2 separate regions of the Sus scrofa genome follow, and region 2 is linked to region 1. Evidence: chromatin contacts called from public HiChIP or PLAC-seq data. All regions are on one chromosome and are shown on one strand. Each heading gives the region's core, a stretch centred on a gene start, on an enhancer-like site or on the middle of the called end of the contact. The rest is flanking DNA. Distances are from core to core; before and after follow the strand shown.

Region 1 (4,556 bases), core at 719-3,218:
TGCATATATTTGAAGCTGGACTTGTTTTCTCTCTTCGTCTCTTCCTGGAAGCAGGAAGATGGTGGCTAAACCATAGCGAATAGTGTTGGTGGAAGTGGTGAGAAGTGGTTGAATTTTGACTATGGTTTGAAGGACTTGCTGATTGGATTGAGAGTGTGAGAGAAATAGAGAAGTCATATACATCTCCAAGATTTTTTGCTGTTAACAACAAAGTTTCCATTTGCTGAGATGGGCGATCACCACAGAAGGAGGAGAAGGAGCATTTTGTGGGTAGAATGTACGTGTATGGGGTTAGGATGAAAAGTTCAGTTTGGATATGTTAAATTTTTTCTTTCTTTCTTTTTTTTTTGACATGTTAATTCGTGCACTAAACATCCAAGTTTGGAGTGGTCAAATTAAGATATTATATGTATACATATACAAAATTGTGAATATATATATATATATACACACACATATATATATACACATATATATACACATATATACACATATATATACATATATACACATATATACATATATACACATATATACATATATACACATATATATACATATATACATATATATACATATATACATATATATACATATATACACACATATATACACATATATATACACATATATATATATATAGGGCGCAGCAAGGAAAAGATACACACTCCATCTTTGATATCATTGGCAAGGAAATCCAGGCAAAAATTGTTGAGCATGACAGGTGTCTTGCTTTCCATGACTTTCCGCTTCAGTCAGGAAGGGCATCTGTGTCATTCCTGAAGATGGAAGGCAAGAAAGCCTTCTCTAGTATTTGCTTGTGTATATCTTTTCTTTGTTGTGTCTGCACTTTCTCCTTTGCTGTAAGAAATTTTAACCTTGGGTATATGTTGATTCATGCGAATCCTTCCTGTGAATCACCAACTACTGCGTGGCCCTAGGGTGGACAGAAACAGCCATAATTACCCTTGTTCCCAACTCACTTAGTGTACAATCTTCTAAAAGAAATGTCTATATTATACATTCTTGTATTATACATACTTACATACTTACTTGTTTAAAAGCATGCCTACACTGCAGGCTACTTAATGCCTTAGCACCTAGCAGGCAACTAACACATAGATATCTGAATAGGAATCCTTTCTGAGAGAGAGAAGTATAAAACAGTCCACACATATATTTTAAAAATGAGCATGTTCTGTTAGAAATAGTTCTGTTCTGTTAGAAATAGAGAATAGTTCTGTTAGAAATTGTAAAGGAAGGTAGAGGGTAAAAACTCATTTACCAGCAGAGGCCAAAGTGGTTTTTCTTCAGGTCAGAGTATAATCATGGCCACCAAAACTTTGCCCTCTCTCAAACTGCTGCTTATTTATTCCCAAGATTAAAACTCTAATAGTTGCAAAGAATCAGCGCTAGGATCAGCGCCTGTAGATGTCTAGTCTATTACCTTAACCACATGGCCACAATTACCTAAAAGTGGTGCTTTCCGAGTTATGCTATAGAAGGAAATATAACTCAATGTCTTGGCTTTCACCTCTGCCCAGTTTATTTCAGCATTTTCCTGGCTTCACAGGGCTAGGAGATCTGTCAAGATAACTGGTGGCAACAATAGCATGGTCACTCTGGCATCCAGAAGAACTCACATAACAGTTTCACGTTTGTTTTCAGGAAACCATTTTAGTTCCAGCATTTAAAAAAAAGGGGGGGAGAGTGGCATTTTATTTTCTTTCGTTATTGTGAGACCAAGCTACAGAATTTTAACTAGAGAAGTAATGAGGAAGGGAGAAAGAAAGAAAAACAGTAGTTAGCAGAGGATGGTTTCGATCCATCGACCTCTGGGTTATGGGCCCAGCACGCTTCCGCTGCGCCACTCTGCTGCTTGTTACAAAAAGGTTTACTTGTAATGTAGTTAACGTGAATCAGCGGAGACTTGGCCTCTAAAGAAATCTGTCAGAAGTCGCTTATTTATTTCAATACCTTGACTACAAGTTGCCAAATCTCCGCAACAATCTCGCTACCAGAATCAGAGAAAATAAAATGAAGAGTAGTAAACATTAACACAGTGTTAAGGTACTGGGCTCAGAGGTGAGGTAAATTGTTACATAATTAAATGAGAATTACAGGATTTAACATACAGGGAAAGGAAAGAAAACAAAACGGGAAATGAACACGGGCGTCCGCGTGGCGGGCGAGCCACAGAATCACTAACCAACCAGATATTCGGTTTTGGTAAGAAAATCGTTTTGGTCAAATTTCCCTTGGCTTGGTGATGAAGCTGAAATCTTGCAGTTTTTAAACTCCGGAGTGGGTCTTGGGTTTGAAGAATTTTGTTTGCAGGGAGCAGTAATACTGGTGGCACCGTAAACGTGGGGGGCAAAGCATTCTTACGAAGGTTGCAGCAGTTCCGGTCGTGTGGGTCAAGGCTTCTGCGCAATTGTCTCAAAGCATCCCAAACGGGAAGATAATCAGTTTTAAAAAAATCAGTTTTAAAAAAAGTTGATTTCTGTAGTCTGACGAATTTGTAAAATAGGTCCGAAAATTTCCACTTAGAGATGCCGGATCAGCGACCAATAACTTAGCCGAGGGTTCTCTAGGCGGGCGGGGACTAAGGCGTCATGACGTCACTACTCAACGGGCCCACGAAGGGAGGGGCCGGCAGGATAAATGAAAGTGTTCCGGAGAGCGCGCCCTCAGTCTTCAATTCGGTCCGCAATCCGCTCATATAAGGCAATTGCCTCTTCGGTCTCTCACTTTTCTGCAAGCTTTCCGAATCCTCGCTGCCATGTCTGGTCGTGGTAAAGGCGGAAAGGGGCTCGGAAAGGGGGGCGCCAAGCGCCACCGTAAGGTCTTGCGGGATAACATCCAGGGTATTACCAAGCCCGCCATTCGTCGTTTGGCTCGGCGTGGGGGGGTCAAGCGCATCTCTGGGCTCATCTACGAGGAGACCCGTGGGGTTCTGAAGGTGTTCTTGGAGAACGTCATCCGGGACGCCGTCACCTACACCGAGCACGCCAAGCGCAAGACCGTCACCGCCATGGATGTCGTCTACGCGCTGAAGCGCCAGGGCCGCACCCTCTACGGCTTTGGCGGTTAAGTCTCCCGATTCCTGCCACCTAACATTTTCCACCAAAGGCCCTTTTCAGGGCCGCCCACGTGTTTCTGCGAAAGAGCCGGCACTTGCTGATTTCTTTTATACTTCGGTGTTTGTGAAAGCAGATAACGAAGTGTGTACGTTTTAAACTAAAACTAGTACTTTTTAGCTCGCGTCCTAAGGCTTTGGAAGTGTGCTGGGCTGTGTGTTTGCGCTTCGGGTAACGTGGTTTTAGGCTGATGTTTATCGTCCAGCTTTACGTTCATGGGCCAGTGAAGTAAGTTACGGTACTTTCTACCCCGAAGGATTCCTTTTTCAGTTCTGGAGCATTCCAATTTGAGTCGTGTACGTCTGGTGTTGAATACTAGAGAGAATTCAGCTTAAACGGCCCGCGGCGGAGCGCCGCAAGCCTCCCCTCCCCCGTCCGTGGTCCGGGCTCAAAATGGCGGCGAGGCCGAGGAACAAAGAAAGGCCGTGTTTGCGGCGGGACGCGGGCCCGGAACAAAGGCGAATTCGTGAGGGAGGCGGCATGTTAACCTTGGGCAGGGGCGCGCGCTGCTCGGCTCGGGTGGCGTGTGGAGACGTTGCTCGGCTCTGCTAACTAGAACTTGTACAAAAGACAGGGAGCAAAATTAAAATGTACACGCGGAGAGAGCTAGCATGTATTGTTAGGTTATAGAGACCACTAAATTCTGGCTTCCTGTTAGGAAAAACGTTGTCCATATGAAGGGTTACTTAAAGAAAATAAATGACAGCTAAGCTTAGCAGTTGTTAAGTAGACATGATTTAAAAAAACACATATTCTGGCATCAGGATATTTTACCTCACATTCGTAAGTATGCACTATTTTTTTTAAAGCTCTCATATAATTGCTGTCAATCTAAAACCAAATTCCCTAATATCTAATACTCTGTTCACATTAACCAATCCCTGTTATGCTTTTTTAGGTATCTGGGTTGCTTAGAGGAGATTCCAATCAGGCTTTTGTTGTGTCTCAGGTCTCTAAGTTTTCTCTCCTCAGAGATCCCGCTTAGTTTTTTTGACATTGATTTGTCGTAGGCCTGCCCTATAGAATGTCCTGGTTTGACTTGTTTCCTGGCGAATTTATTTTCCTTTGGTATCCTGCCTGCCTGTTTTGCAGGGTTGCATCAGGTATTTCCTCCTCGTGGCCTGCTCTAGGGTGATTCTTTGAGTCAGAAATCAATGGAATCACTGGGAATCTGAACTATTTTATTTTTATTTTTAAATTTTATGGCTACGTTCGTGGCGGTCCTGGGCGCCAGGGATTGAATCCGAGCCACAGCTGTGACCTACGCCCGCAGCTGCTGCAATGTCGAATTCTTTAACCCATTGTGCTGCCGCTGGGGATCGAACCCTCACCTCCGCAGGGACCCCAGCCGCTGCTGTGGGGATGCTTAACTCATTGGGGCGCGGTTTAACCACCCTGGTGCTTAACAATGAAAAG
Region 2 (4,556 bases), core at 1,454-3,953, 270 kb before region 1:
AAGACAAGATCACAGCAGTGGGGAGCAAATCCAGAGCAAGAAATGATACTTTATGAGAAAAAAAGACGGCTGTTACACATACATTTTTTTATTCTCTGTATTTATAAAGGCATTTCAAGATTAGAACTGAAACTTGAATAGAGCCTTGAAAGAATCATGTAAACTTTGTGTTATCTTATTTTCTGAATATTCTGATGATATTTTTTCCTCAAAAAATGCATTTGAAAATATATATTAATAGATGTACTTTGTTTTCTGGTCTGAATATTTGTGCTCCCCTAAAATTTGCATGTTGAAATCTAATGGCCAGGGTGATGGTATTTGGAGGTGAGGTCTTTGGTAGATGGTTACCTAATGAAGGCAGAGCCTTCGTGAATGGGATTAGTGCCTTCGTAAGAGGCACCAGTTAGCTGGCTTGCCCTTTCCACCATGTAGGAAGTCAGCACAGTCTGTGGCTGGAAGAAGACTTTCACCAGACTTCTGATCAACTGGTGACTTGATCTTGGACTTGGCAGCCTCCAGGACTGCAAAACATAAATGCTACCTAGTCTATGATATTTGTGATAGTGGCCCAAATCAAGACACCATATTTATTCTTTTCATATAAGTTTCTAATTTTATAAAGTTCAATTTTATTTTACTAAGTTGACAATGGATGAGTTTACTATATGTTTTTATACTATTCCATGAAAGGAAAGCACACTTTGTTAGGGACTTGTTAAAGTAATTAAACAAGGAGACCATTAAACTAAGTTGGCTCTAAATGCCCTTGGTAGCCTAGGTAAGCAAACCAAAACCTAAACCAGAAGCAGTGCACTGGAATCTGAGAAAATGAAATTTAAGATCAATTTCTCTCTCTCTCATACACACACACACACACACACACACACACACACCCCCAACCCGACTAGTATCCATGAGGAAGCGGGTTCCATCCGTGGCCTCGCTCAGTGGGTTAAGGATCCAGCCTTGTGTGAACTGTGGTGTAGGTCACAGATGTGGCTGGAATCCTGTGTTGCTGTGACTGTGGTGTAGGCCTGGCAGCTATAGCTATGATTCAACTCCCAGCCTGGGAACTTCCATATGCCGCAGGTGAGGCCCTAAAAAGACAAAAAAAGAAAGAAAGAAAGAAGAAAGGAAGGAAGAAAGAAAGAAAGGAAGAAAAAGAAAAAGAAAAAGAAAGAAAGAGAGAGAAAGAAAGAAAGAAAGAAAAATGATCACAAGGAACCAACCAGGTTTTCTCACATAAAGCAATCTTAAGGTATAGCCAATCAAATCCTCTCTTTGCTTTGCTTCTGACATCTCTATAAAAGCCTTCCCACCAGCTTTTGCCTGCAGAGCCTCCTAAGCACTTTTTGTTTGGCACTCCCTGATTTGAATGGATACTTGCTCAAATAAACTCTGGTAAATTTTATGTGCCTCAGTTTACCTCAGTTAGTCCAATGATTTAGTTTTTAAATCTAAGGAATTAAAATCATATTAAATAAGATATCAGTATGATTCAAAATACTGCAAATAACCTAAATATATACTTTGACATCTTCCAAGATAGCATGAGCTATGACATGATAAAGTGTTCACTTTTATTATTACCTGGTGCTTTCCTGGATGGGACCTCCCTACCCTTCCCCGGGAGACAACTCTGACTGGACAATGTACAGATACATGCAGGACTTCAAGAAATCCAAACCACAAGAGAGAGTTCTCTGGACCCAGCTTTATTCCATGCACCTTCTGTGACCTGTCCTGGTTGGGACATATGTGCTCTCAAGTTTGGGATAATATTTACTGCTAGGAAAAGTACTCCAAATTACTTAGTTCAATTCACCCTCTTGGGGTGAGTAGGGAGGCATGTGATAAGATCTTTGACCAGGCAGACTTCTTGCATCATTGTGGAGCTGGGTGGGGAAGCATATTTTTAAATCAAAATCACTACCTACTTCCAACCTACCTCACTCACAACAATATGGTTTTTTTCCTATTACATTGTTCTACAGAGCTCTGGTCTCTGGGGAATTATCACTCCTCCTTTTCCAGGCCCAGATGGTTGGAACACCTGAGGATGTCAGGATTTGTGTCTCAGTTGATAAAAGCTGCATAGTTGTTGGCTCATCAGGGGAAAAATGAAGGGGAAGGGATACTACAGGTGATGCTGTTTTCAGAAATCAGTATTTTGGGTTTTTTCCCCCCCAAACTAGAGCTTTCATCAAACAGGAACCCCAACCAAGTTCCCACTTTTGATTCTCTCTAATGGAGTTCAATGCTTATCGACTCTGGGAAGTTTCATAGCGATCTCTAAGTGTGTGCCAGGGAATCTCTGAGGAATGATGATCATAAGAGCAAAGTGAGAAGAGGCCATCAGGAGATGTTCTTTATTTGAGATCAGTTTGCAAGATAGGTAAAGATAAAAGAATCAAAGAAGTTAACTCACTGCGGCACAACACATTCATTCTGTCCGTAATGGCAAAGAATCAAAGAAGTTAACTCACTGCGGCACAACACATTCATTCTGTCCGTAATGGCTTGTCGGAGATCGATCTACGTAGCTGGGTAAGAATGAAAGCTACAGGACAAATTCTAACATAGCGATTATAAAACGATGCTCCAGGTGAGGATCGAACTCACAACCTCGGCATTACTCGCACACATACTGCCATATAAGTACCGCGCGCTAACCGATTGCGCCACTGGAGCACTTGTGTCTTGCTTCCGGTCACTCATTACAGGGCCTATGCAGGAATATCTAACGTCTTTGCCAAAGTGCCTCCTTCCGTCTCCGGAGTCCCGTAACTGCATCTTGCGCACAAAGGCGGACTGGGTTCAGCAGCGAACCCCACCAGAGCACACCGATCCCGATGGCGCGGAAGGTGCTCTGCTAGCGGCAACGAAGATGGATATTTAGTGCAAACACTGGGAGACCGACTGCCTCGAACATTCCAAAGAGGACCTTCAGTGGGCAGAGTAGGTGGGCGAGGCTTCTGCTGCTGAAGGTCGCGGAGCCCTTCCGTTTGCCTCTCTCCCGGATGCTTCTCCTCCTGTTTGCGCTTGCGGAAGGGGTGAAGGTGGGAGGACCACCACGCTGTTGAAGGTTATGTCTGAGTGTGTGAGCATCCAGAATTCCTGTGGGCTTCTAGGGCACATTTGCTTAGAGCTCCTAGTTTGGTTAGTTAGGTGGTGATCTTTAACGAGTTAGAAGACAACCTACCTTCAAAGCAAGTATTCCTCTTATTGAATGTCTTTGAAGCATTTTATTTTATTCGTTGTTATTATTATTTTATCTTTTTAGGGCACCACCGGAGGCTGATGGACGTTTCCAGGCTAGGGGTCAAATCGAGCGGCAGCTGCCTGCCTACGCCACAGCCAAAGGGGATCTGAGCGCTTCTGCGACCTACACCGCAGCTCAAGGCAACGCGGGGTGGGGGTGGGGGGAGCGGGAGGGGACGGGGGGGGGGGTGTTTGTGTGTGAATCCTTAACCCACTGACCGAAGCCAGGATCGAACCGCTTTCCCATGGATACTAGTCAGGTTTCCCACCAAGCCAAAACGGGAATTCCATGAATCATTTTAAATGTAATATTTGGGTAACATCAGAAAACTGTATTTGAATCTAAAACTCATTTGTATCATTGGCCATTTATGGCTCAATTGACCTTTTAAATATTCTGAATCCAAACATTTTTCAAATATAGTTTCGAATATATGCATTAATAACTCATTTTAACATGTGTGCTGCTAGATTTTAATTTGGGCAAAAAATACAAACTACATATACATTTTTATGCTGCCCTAAGAGATTCTTTAAAACAATTTCATTCTTTAAGTTACTTAGTTTTCTTAATAAGACAATAGGGATCTCCATGGAGCAATGCTTAAAATCAAATTTTGGTGTGATAAAGTGTGGTAAATGATTCAAATTTTCAGTAATTACTATGATGCTGATTTGAAGTAAATTTTACATAGGGCTTCTTTGAGTACTTTTACATTTATTTTCTTAATTTAGTTCTAAGCAATCCTACAGGGGTAGTTATTTTCATTGCTATAATATGTAAACAATAATCTCTGATCACTCACTGTGATTAATAAGTATAAATAAACAAAACAGTCAATCTCTTGTGGAGTTTATATCTGAGAGACCCAGAAAAGTCATAAAAATTAAAAAGAAATGTACCAGTGAACACAACTGAATATAAGCGAGAACAGGCTGGATTTTCAGTCATGTGAACAGAGTGTTTACAAAAGAAAAAGAAATTAGCTTCTAGCCCTTTAGGTGACTGAGATGTCAAACTTATTATTAAACATTATTACGGACATTTTCAAACGTATATAAGTTGATGTAATTAGATAATGAACTCCCATGTAATTGGTTTTACAATCATCATTTAACCAATCTTGTTTCTTCTATCCTTCTAATACTGTTTTTGTGTATATAGGTGGGAGGAGGAGGGGGTTGAAGATGGGAGTGGGAGTGTTTTAAAGTAAAACCTAGACATATCATTTCACCCTAACTTCTTCAGCTTGTATGTCTTAGAGATAAGAACTCTTTTTATTTTATACCAC

Evidence for each region. HiChIP or PLAC-seq counts read pairs in DNA pulled down with a chosen protein or histone mark.
Region 2: a contact with region 1 is called in an H3K27ac HiChIP or PLAC-seq map of alveolar macrophages. The contact joins the promoter of TMEM225B here to the promoter of LOC110261673 in region 1. A contact is called at or near these places in 1 of 5 promoter capture datasets (liver), 1 of 47 Hi-C or Micro-C datasets (embryonic fibroblasts) and 1 of 2 datasets of contacts at active chromatin or transcription factors (alveolar macrophages).

Annotation. Positions count from the first base shown.
Region 1 is chr7:20,909,786-20,914,341 of Sscrofa11.1, reverse strand. LOC110261673 (histone H4) reads left to right here and starts at 1,968. Exons shown (of 1, transcript XM_021099847.1): 1 at 1,968-3,855. The coding sequence starts at 2,783. The coding sequence ends at 3,094. TRNAM-CAU (a tRNA gene) reads right to left here and starts at 1,877; the gene lies at 1,806-1,877.
Region 2 is chr7:21,181,102-21,185,657 of Sscrofa11.1, reverse strand. TMEM225B reads left to right here and starts at 2,703. Exons shown (of 6, transcript XR_002346121.1): 1 at 2,703-3,103. TRNAI-UAU (a tRNA gene) reads right to left here and starts at 2,694; the gene lies at 2,601-2,694.